Linked DNA regions of Sminthopsis crassicaudata: region 1 is linked to region 2. The links are chromatin contacts, called in public Hi-C maps. All regions are on one chromosome and are shown on one strand. The core of a region is the stretch at or near the end of the contact, and the rest is flanking DNA. Distances in the headings are between cores, read along the strand shown.

The links. A called contact is a pair of places that touch in the nucleus more often than the background predicts.
Region 1: a Hi-C map of hippocampus shows a contact between it and region 2, with 3 times the contacts expected there. The contact joins the promoter of PKD1 here to the promoter of MLST8 in region 2. A contact is called at or near these places in 2 of 2 Hi-C or Micro-C datasets (fibroblasts and hippocampus).

The regions. Positions count from the first base shown.
Region 1 is chr1:388,563,042-388,568,067 of ASM4859323v1, forward strand. It overlaps PKD1 (polycystin 1, transient receptor potential channel interacting), which reads left to right and starts at 3,440. Exons shown (of 48, transcript XM_074279523.1): 1 at 3,440-3,800; 2 at 4,933-4,971. TRAF7 (TNF receptor associated factor 7) reads right to left here and starts at 3,284. Exons shown (of 20, transcript XM_074279538.1): 1 at 3,044-3,284. It overlaps LOC141552357 (small nucleolar RNA SNORD60), which reads left to right and starts at 4,762; the gene lies at 4,762-4,845. It overlaps LOC141552356 (small nucleolar RNA SNORD60), which reads left to right and starts at 5,001; the gene lies at 5,001-5,026.
Region 2 is chr1:388,425,317-388,430,332 of ASM4859323v1, forward strand. MLST8 (MTOR associated protein, LST8 homolog) reads right to left here and starts at 1,715. Exons shown (of 10, transcript XM_074279509.1): 1 at 1,670-1,715; 2 at 869-982.

The DNA.
Region 1 (5,026 bases), core at 2,190-4,689, 140 kb after region 2:
GAATAAATATATAGGATGTCAAAAGATATTGACTGAAGAGGACTATAGTGGACCATAAAAAGAAGGTGAGAAAATCTCTCATAAATAGATAATAACAGAGAGGAGGAGAAATGATAATAGTTACATCTGAAAAGGACTTCTGAGATCATTTGACAGGAGAGAGTCTGAGGTCAGGAGAGAGGAAGTAAAAATTATATAATAATAATAGAGGGTAAATAATAGAATAAGAACTTAAATCTAGGTCCTTAGATGGCATAAAAATCAAAAAGGAAGAAACTGTTAAGTGATTGCCACAAAACAAATGTCAAAGATTTTGGCCAGAAACAATGAATATGCTTTCTTTTGGCCTCCTTAGTGTGAGACCACCACGGAGGTGACCAGCACTTGAGACTTAACAGATATGACCTCAGGGAAAAACCAGATTTCTTTTAATTCCAAATGGTTTTGAGAGGATGAAACAGAACTTGTTACAAAAGAATGATGTTCCAAAGATACGATGAAGGGAAGCACAAAACTGAGGAGAATTATAGCTGAGTTATATAGGAATTAGAAGCATCATGGGAAAATAGAAAGATTAGCCTTATAGACAAGAGAGACCTAGGTTGGAATCATAGAATTAGTTGGGTGGTCTGGACAGGTCATTTACTATCTGAAAAATTATTTCAAAATTCAAAATAAAGTATTACTTGTGGAAAATATGGAGATGATAATATTTATGCTACCTACCTCACTAGGCTGCTGGGAGCAAAACTATGAGTTATTAAAATTAGAAAAGCAAGGGGCAAAGTAGATGGGGGAAAAGGCTAAACAATTAAGCATGAAGAGAACTGGATATTGGGAAAGTATTAAGGACTTGCTGGATATAAAGCAGGGGAAGACCAAATGGACAGAACTCACATTCTAAGACATTACAATAGGCAACTGGTGGTCACAGCCTTAGTTGCCAAATCCTCTGCACATTTGAGAAGGAAATGATTTAACTGATTTTGTAAAACATTAGGTTCTGAAATAAAGGTGTGTGGGAATCTGTGGGAGGGAGGAAATAAATTCATTCCTGACTACAGAAAAAGCACTAACCTAAGAACAGTTCCAAATGGAGAGGCTCCTTTTAAAGTGAAATTTCAGCTTCAACAGACCTTCGGCATAAATGTGACTATGTATCCTCAGCACTGTCCTGCAAAATTTCCTTTAAAATGCAACAAAAATTGTAAAGGTTATAATTATAATACTAAGGATTCCCTTTGAGTTTCCTGGTACTTTTCTTTTCTTTCCTTTTTTTTTTTTTTTAATTATTTTTTAAATTTTTATTTAATGACTTTTTTATGTCAAAAATGAGAAATGCAAAATGAGAAATTAAAAAAAAAAAGAAAAAAGAAAAAAACATTCCTTTGTATACAAACAGAGAAGATTCCAAGATTTTGAACTCTAATATTACTGCTATTGGGAAGTGACTAACATGTACTTTACTGGTATTTCTTACATTGTAGGGTGAGCTGTCTTTTCTAGAAATGTTACATTTGCATATTTATTATCTGCCACTATTTTTGGCCTCTGAGTTGTTAGAATATAGGTGTATAGGAGTTTCAGGGGCAATGTTTTAAAATCAATCCTTTTTGGCAGAAAGGAATTCAAAGGGAATAGGAAGTAGGAAGCCTCTCTTTAAAAGAAAAGAAGGTTGTTTTGGACAGATGCTCAGGACTTGAAAGAATACCAGGACTGAATTACAAAACATCTGAGGAAATTGTAATTTTTATTGAAGAATCATCTTTTTGAGCTAGGAAGGAGCAACTACGGGCAACAGAGGTTGGACATGGAGGAAGACAAAAAAGAGAAGTCAGAAGGATGAGTACCACACATTGCAGAAAAAGGAGAAGTGAAATTTCCCAGAAGTTTATTCTATGAAGAGAGAGAATCACACACCATTAATTCCCAACACAATTACTTCATTACACTGCCGTGAGGGTACAGAGAGAAGAGTGCAACTTGAGAAATGGGAAAGAAGCATTCCCTAAGCTCCAACACAGGAAGCACATTCAAATCTGAAAGTGACAAGACTAATATCTACACCTCTGGGAAAGTATCAAGGTTAGGTCCCTCAGTATACACCCTGGCCTGCCATTTCCTTCTCCCTACATGCCTTGGGCCAGACATAGATACAAATTTACACATACTTTGGCAATCACTTAGACTCCAGTCAATTTAACATCCCGGATATAATCTGTAGCAAGGGCTCTTGACATTTCATCCAGACAGCCCAGATCACAAAACTTATAGATACTATGTAACTTCAAGCTAACACAGAAAAGATTCCTTTTCTCCATTCCCAAGTGGGAGAGTGAATGACTCTCCTAATTTCCATTTGTCGTTACCTGGAGTTCAGCTTCCAGCCTATAAGGATCTTTATTTATATACCCCCCCCCCTCAACCCCTTACAGTAGCTCTAACCCCCATCCCACCCAGCCTGTGTAACGCAGAAGTACTTATCCTCCCCTCTCCAGTCCCGGCTCCTTCCTTCCGTGAAGACAAGGACCATCTCCTTTCTTTATCCAACTATAACTCCGACCCTGTGTCTCCCCAGCAAGAAACTACAACAGCATCTCTTCCCCAGCCGTGATCGGTTCTGACAACAATGCTTGACTCCCCTTACCACGTCGGAAACAACTCTAACCCATCCCTCGGCCCGCGAGGGTCCTACAGGTTGGGACCGTCCCCAAGTCTGCGATGACCCCACCCCCCCAACACCCAGACTCCAGGCCATAAACCCAGTTTCCTCTATCCAGTGAGTGACGGCCCAGGAGATTCTGACCACCCCCACCCCCAGTCTTGATGGACGTGACAGCGCCCATCTCTTCCCAGGCTTGGACGACCAGGTCCAACAACACAGCTACAGGCTGCCAGACGCCCCTTCCCCCGGCCCCGATCACCCCCAATTCCCTTTCTCCTAATGTAACAGTTAAGGACGACCACCAAGTCCTCGGGGACCTGGTAGTCCATTAACGCCAAAGCTTTCCAGCCCTCCTTGCGCTGCCCCGCGGGGACTCACCAGTCAGCTGCTGCCCAAAAACAGAGGCGGAGGAATAAGCCCCTTCCTCCGAGCACATAGTGACCCCCTCGGTCCTCCTCCACCTCTTGCCGGGAAGGGGGCGGGGTGCGCGAAGCCGGAACCGCGCGGAAAACACATTCTCTGGGACTTGTAGTCCTTCCACCTCATAGATTTCGGCAGCCACTTGGCGAGGAATCCTTAAAGAAAACTACAATTCCCAGCGGCTCGCGCATAGCCAGCCCTGATTGGAAACAGCAAAATCACTCTATGTTACAACTTGGATTTTTATTGGCTTTGGTTCACCGGCCATCCTGATCAGACCCAATAGTAGGACGAAGTTTCGGTTCTTACGGCTGGAAGTGGCCCCGCTGAGAAGGCACGTTAGCTATCGCCAGATTGGTGAACTAGAGCCGAAACGACTGCCTGAGCAACTGAAAGCTGCGGAAACTACGGGATGGAAAGCTAAGGGTCATCGGTGGGCGGGTACTTCCTGTAGAGGTAGTCCAATCGCAGAGCCAGAGAATTAGTTCCCTATAAAAGCCAGAAGAGGCGGGCTTCTCATTCTTTTTCTGGCTTGCACGCTTTCTGGTAGCACCTGGGAGTTGTGAGGGTGTGCTGTGATTGGATCCCGCTTTGTTGGATCCCCTTAGCTTCGAGTTCGAGGCAGCGACCGACATTCCTCTTTCATCCTGCTGTAATACCTGGGAATTAACAACCGAAACGCCCCAGTGGAACCTTCCTGCGGCGCCACCAGAAGGTAGAGGTGAGCGGGGCCTATGGCCGGCCCGGCCTTCGCTTATTCTATGTTGTTCAGTTACACTGAATTAGTCGAACCACGTGGGCGGGTCCCCACATGAACGAATTTTAAAAGCGCTTGTTTAGGCCGTTTTGTCCCATTTACAGATGAGGAAATTGAGGTCTGGAGAAGGATACAAGACCTATCCAAGGTCAAAGTTAGGAAGAGCCACTTTTGCTTTTCAGGCTGCTTGTGAAACTTAAAGGAAGAAACTGAAACACCCCCTATCCCCGGGAGATTTTTGTCAGCTCTCTGGGAGATCTGGTCAACTTGGAGATTAAGGTCGGCTACTGATCGGCTAGGAAAGCCGAGGCAAGTTATCCTTTCAGTATACCGATCTTAAGCTCTGAGAACGGACAAGAACGCCCCTTATATCATACTTCCCCTTAGGCTGTGGGCAAGCCTCGGAGTCCGAGAGCCAGGTGTTAATGGTCACAGGTCTCAGGGTAAATCCCCCTTGCTCCAGCAACTGGACACGCTGTGAACGCTGTCTTTGGCGTCTCTTTTGCATCTCTAGTACTTCAGCACGGTGCCTGGCACATAGTAGGCACTTTAGTAGTTGTGTATTTACTGCTATGACCAGGGATTCTTGGTGTCCCGGTAACGACTTCCTGGTTGGGGAAATGAGTCTGGTACTGGAATCCAGTCTGGGACTTGAATAGTTCCTGTAATTGACTAAGTTCTTAGAAAAGAGTGCCGCTCATTTGCTGCCATCTAGTGAGAGAGCACTGGAAGAATTGTTTTGAAAAGAAAGTTTAAGGATATCGTCTTTCAAGTTGTAAATTATCAGTTAATCTGATCTCTGGTAAATCCCACAAGTTCCGTGGTTGTTAGTGAAAGCCTTTTTCCTCTCCAAAATTGAGCATCTGTAATAAAATAGACCTGACTTTTAATTACGTTGAGTCATTTGTCACTTCTCTGTTGCCGATGATGAAATATACATTTCTGACACCTCGTATGAGTATTGCCAATGTCAATATCTGATTATGTTTAAGATCTGAGGCTGCAATTTATTGTCTTATGGGGAATTGCAATTATTCAGAGTTTTATTCGGGTGTATTGTAGATAATAACTGCACTGTTTAAACTTTTAGGTGTGCCCTGTGCTGTGGATGGACATAACCACCAAACAGGTGAGATTTATACATGTTTTTATAGTCTGAGCCAGTGATGAGACATTTCCATTTC
Region 2 (5,016 bases), core at 465-2,964:
GAGTATTTTTTCCCTAATCTCCACAGCACTTAGCTTAGCACACAGTAGGTGTTTAATTTTTGTTAACGTTTTGTTTCAATATTAAACCCGCATTACCTGAGTTGGGCGCAGCCTAGAACATTCCTCTTCACATACATTCTGCTTCATTTATATTGCTCTACCAGCTATTTCTCCAAAATGACTCTAAGAAGCAGAATGATGTCTGATGGCAACACTGAGGAAGACGCAGGATCAAGCGCCTCCGGGCGCACACATTACGCTAAGTGCCCTGAAGCCATCAAGCTTCTGCATTGTGCGCGGGGCTGTGCTGGATCTACACAAAATGGTCCGGGGCCTGCCTTCGGAGGGCCTAAAGTGAGGTCTTTATCGGTGTTTTTAGGGGCAATAACAAGGGTTTCCATGCGTGTATCTTTGCTGAGTGAGGCCTTTCCTAAAGCTTTTAGGTTACAGAAGGAGGGAGCCTCCCAAAAGAGAGAGGACGTGCTCTTCTCACGCACCCACAGCACGAGACTATGAAAATTAAGAGGGAGCCGGCGGTCGGGCCTGCAGCCTACACTCGGGCCACGAGGGGGCAGCCTCCGCCTGCCACGCCAGGGAGTGGCGCAGCAATGAGAAGCGCAGGCGCACGGCGTGAGGGAGGGGAGGGCGCGGGGAGAAAGCCTCCGCCGCCGCCGCCAGCATGGCGCATGCTCAGCTTAACAGCGAGCCGGCGGGGCGGGGGGTTTTAGGATCGGAAGTCACCTGAGCCTCTGTCCCAACCCGAGTCCGAGGAGTTGCGCCCACTCCCCAAACCTTCCCCTCCGCCCCCGCCCTATAAGCCGCTCAGTCTGCCTCCCGAGCCCCCGGCCGCAGGGACCCTGCACCGTACCTCACTCACAAGAATCCCCACTCCGCTGCCGGGGCTCAGGACGGCTGGGAGAGTCGGAACGAATCGATGGGTAGCGAACCAGAGCATAGAGTCATCGATTGGATTCTTTTCGCTCTAGGGCGAAACCAATGGAAAGGAGGGGAAAGGAAGCTGGATGAGTCCATTATTCTGTGTATGGGGGGAACCACTTGTCTTAGAAACCCTCGGGGTTTTGCATAGTGCAGAAGAGGGCAGTCATCCAGTCCTTCAGGCCCAACCTAACGACTTTTCTCAGCCCTCTGCCTTCTCGACCTTACTGACGGAGCTGACCACCCCCTCCTAGATAACCCTGCACCTCCCTGAGTGTGGGGAGCTGCTCGCCCTAGGTTTTCCTTCCACCTGAGGAGGACCCCCGCAGCGTGCAGCTGAAATGAACACGTGACCTCGGCCTAACTGGGGCTGGACCACTTCCACCACAAACTTATGTCATCCAATCTTAACGGGTTCTTTACGCTTCTGCTCCTCCCTGACTGGTTCCAGCTCTCCCGCGCCGCGAAGGCTCCAGACTCTTCTCCTCCCACTGCGGCTTTCTCTGTCGGCCCTTCCTCGTTTCCCTCCCCCCGAGCCAAGGCCCTGCTTTAATGGGGAAATTAAATTGAAGCAATATGTCACTGGCTCCCTCTTCTCCTGTCTACATCTCAGCCCGTACTATCATCTCCCGCCCTCCCCGCTCCTCTTCTCCCCTGCCAGTCTCAGATGGTCAGCGCCTCCTCAGGCACTCTCGGTTCCTCCCAGATCCCCCTCGCTACCATCTCCTCAAACCTCTGTTCTTTGTCCGGCGCGCATTTATCAAGTGCTCACTACGCGCCAGGCAAAACGCAGATTCCAGCGCGCTTTAACTGCTAAACACGATGGCTTTTTTCTATCCTTCCTGACATCTCTGTCCTTCAGGACATCCTCTGCTTCTCGTGGAGCTGAGACGCTTCCCTCTCCCGATTCCCCTGTGGCCTGGCTCCTGTTTCTAACTGGCCTCGGCCTTCTCTCTATGATACCTCTCTTAATGGAAGCTCCCCCCTCCTCCCTCCTCCCTCTCTTTTCCTCCTCCTCTCCACCACCTTCCTCGCTCCTCTCTCTCCATATAGATACACACCACAATTATACATAATACACCCATTGGTATATACATATATACGTACGATTTCTAATTTCCTTTTTTAAAATAGGAGCTTCTTGAGAACTGGGATCTGGGTTTTTTCTCCTTTGTCCCGGGGGCTTGGTACAGTATCTGTGGAATAGATGTTGGCGGACTAATATCTTTCACTAATAATCTTCAAGTCCTATGACCCACTAATTGCCCGCTGAGCCTCTTCACTCTCTTAATTTAATTTGATTTTTAATATAAACTATCTTTTTTCTGGTTACACATGTACATTAATTTTTAATACACATTTCTTTATCAATCACGTTGGAAAAAAAATTAAAACAAAAGGGAAAAACCACAGAGGAAAAAAGGAAAGAAAAAAGGGAGCATGGCAGGTGATGCTTTACATTCCTTCTCCACAGTTCTCCCTCCGGATGCAGAGGGCTTTTCTATCCAGTTTATTGGCATTGCCACAGCTGACCATTGCACCTCCTGCTGTCACTTGTAGTCCTGATCCTCCTCTCTGATCCTCTTCGCTCTGTTCCTTGGGTGCTGCCCCTTCCTCCATCTCAGATTCAACATGAACAGTGCATCAGAACTGAAGTCTGCAGCTTTTCGCTCCCGGCTTCAAACTTTTGCGGTGGTTGTTTAGTGGTGTCCAACTTAGCATGGCCTCATTCAGAATTTTCTTGGCAAAGATATTGAAGTACTTTGTCATTTCCTTCTTCAATTCATGTTTACAGATGAGGAGACTGAGACAAGGAGGGTCTTGCCCAGGGCCACAGATTTGAACTCAGGAAAATGAGTCTTCCTGATTACAGGATAGGCACTCCAAGTACTGCATCACTAAAGCTACCCTCGATACAGATTTCTTATCTCTATTAAGAGAACCACCATTCAGTTGTTTTTCTTCCCCCAATCCGTGTTGTTGGTTCTGTCTCCACATACAAGGTTTCTAGAATCCATTCACTCCTCTGGCTACCTCCCCAGTTCAGACTTCTACGATACTCTCCCAATAGGTCTCCCTGCTTTCATTTGTTCCTCTCCATGCCATCTGCCACAAATAGCCATTCAAAAATTCTTCCTAATGCCTGAGCTGTCGTTTTTTGTTCAAAAGTTCCCAAGTGGCTGCCTGTTTCCCCCAGGATGAGACAAAAGTTTCTTCACCTGCAATTTGAGGCTCTCCCCAACTAGTTCCAAAGTGCCCTTCCATCCTTATTTTACCTTTTCCCCTTTGTGTTAACAACCAAACTGGCTTACAAACTATTCCCTGGGCCTTTTATCTTTCACATCTGAGCCTCCACCCAGGCTGTCTCCCCATACTTGGGATACAGTCCTGTGATCCCCCAACATTTAGACCTCTTATTTCAAAGCTCTGCTCACCCGTTATCTTCTATAGAAAGCCTTTCCTGATCACCCTCCTGATCATTGTCTCATTGTTTTCTCCTCCCTCAAATTATCTTGTATTTACCTGTATGTATTATTTTTTTATTATTTATAATTTTTTTCACAGTGTATATGCATGAGTAATTTTTAATAACATTATCCCTTGTATTCATTTTTCCAAATTGTCCCCCCCTCCCTCTACTCCTTCCCCTTGATGACCTGTCTGTATTATTATACAGACCAAATGCTATAGAATTCCTTCAATAGATTATAAACTTATTTTTTAAAAAATTCAATAGTATTTTATTTTCCCAATTACTTGTAAAGTGGTTTTCATCATTTCTATACAACTTTGAGTTCTAAATTTTTTCTCCCTCCCCCTTAGCTCCCCTCTCCCCAAAACAACAAACAATCTAATATAAGTTATACATTTATTATCATTTCAAACATATTTCCATATTAGAGTATAAACTTCTTAAGAGCCGGTATTATTTTTCCTTTTGTCTCTGTATTCCTAGCACCTAGCACACAGTGCCTAGCTTAATCTACTTGTTGTTGAGTTATTTCAATCAGTTCTAATTCTTCATGACCCCATTTGGGGTGGTCGTGACAAAGATACTGGAGTGAAGAAATTGAGACAAAAGAGTCACACAGTGGCCAGAGTCACACAGTTAGTGTCTGAGATTGGATTTTAACTCAGACCCTCTTGACTCAGGGCTGGCACTTTGCCAGTTATCTGGCCCTACATAATTGTTAAATTGGCATTTTAATCCTTGCCCCACCTTAATCTTCCCAGATTTATTTCATATTGTTCTTTTATGTATTCTACATTACAGACAAATCAAGCTACTCAGGGCTTCTTGAATTTGGTATTCCATTCCATCTCCTGCCTCCATGACTTCATAGATGTCCCCCATGGTGGGAATATAATCTCTTCTTGCCTTTTCTCCTAGAATCCATAATTCCTTTCAATATTCAATCCAAGTGCTACCACCTATAGAAAGCCTTGCTTCTTTGCTTTTTACATTATCTTCTGTTTACTGAACTATGTAAGTACTCAACTATTGAATAAGCTTATAAACTCTTTGAAAGTAGAAACTGTTTTTGTTTTGGGTTTGTATCCTCCATACCTTAGACACAAAAAGCATTTTCCAATCCTCCATTAATGCTAGTACTTTTCCTTCCTTCATTATTTTCAGTTTATCATTTATGTATTTTGTGTATACAGAATCATTTGCATGTTATCTTCCCTGTTAGTCTCCTTGAGAAAAGAGTCTTTTACTCTTAGGGCCAGTGCCGGGCACATAGTAGACTCAATAAATGTTTCTTGACTTGATGACAAGAATACTTGTTAAATTGTTGAGGGAACAAACATCTATGTTCAGAAATGGCAGGTAAGCAGGCCTGTAGGGGACAGACTGGTGCCCAGATCTAGAAAGGGATAGACTTCTGACTTTGAAGGGAAAGAAAAATGTTCAAGCTTTTTTAGATACAGATTTCACTATAGGTTCTGGGAAGGCAGACATATTCAGGACCTATCCATGGTAGAGTCAAGCTCTCAAGGAATAGAAGATAAAGGAGAGAGCAGAAAATACCTGTAACAAGAGAGACATTCCTTTCCAAAGTGAGGAGAGAAAACTTC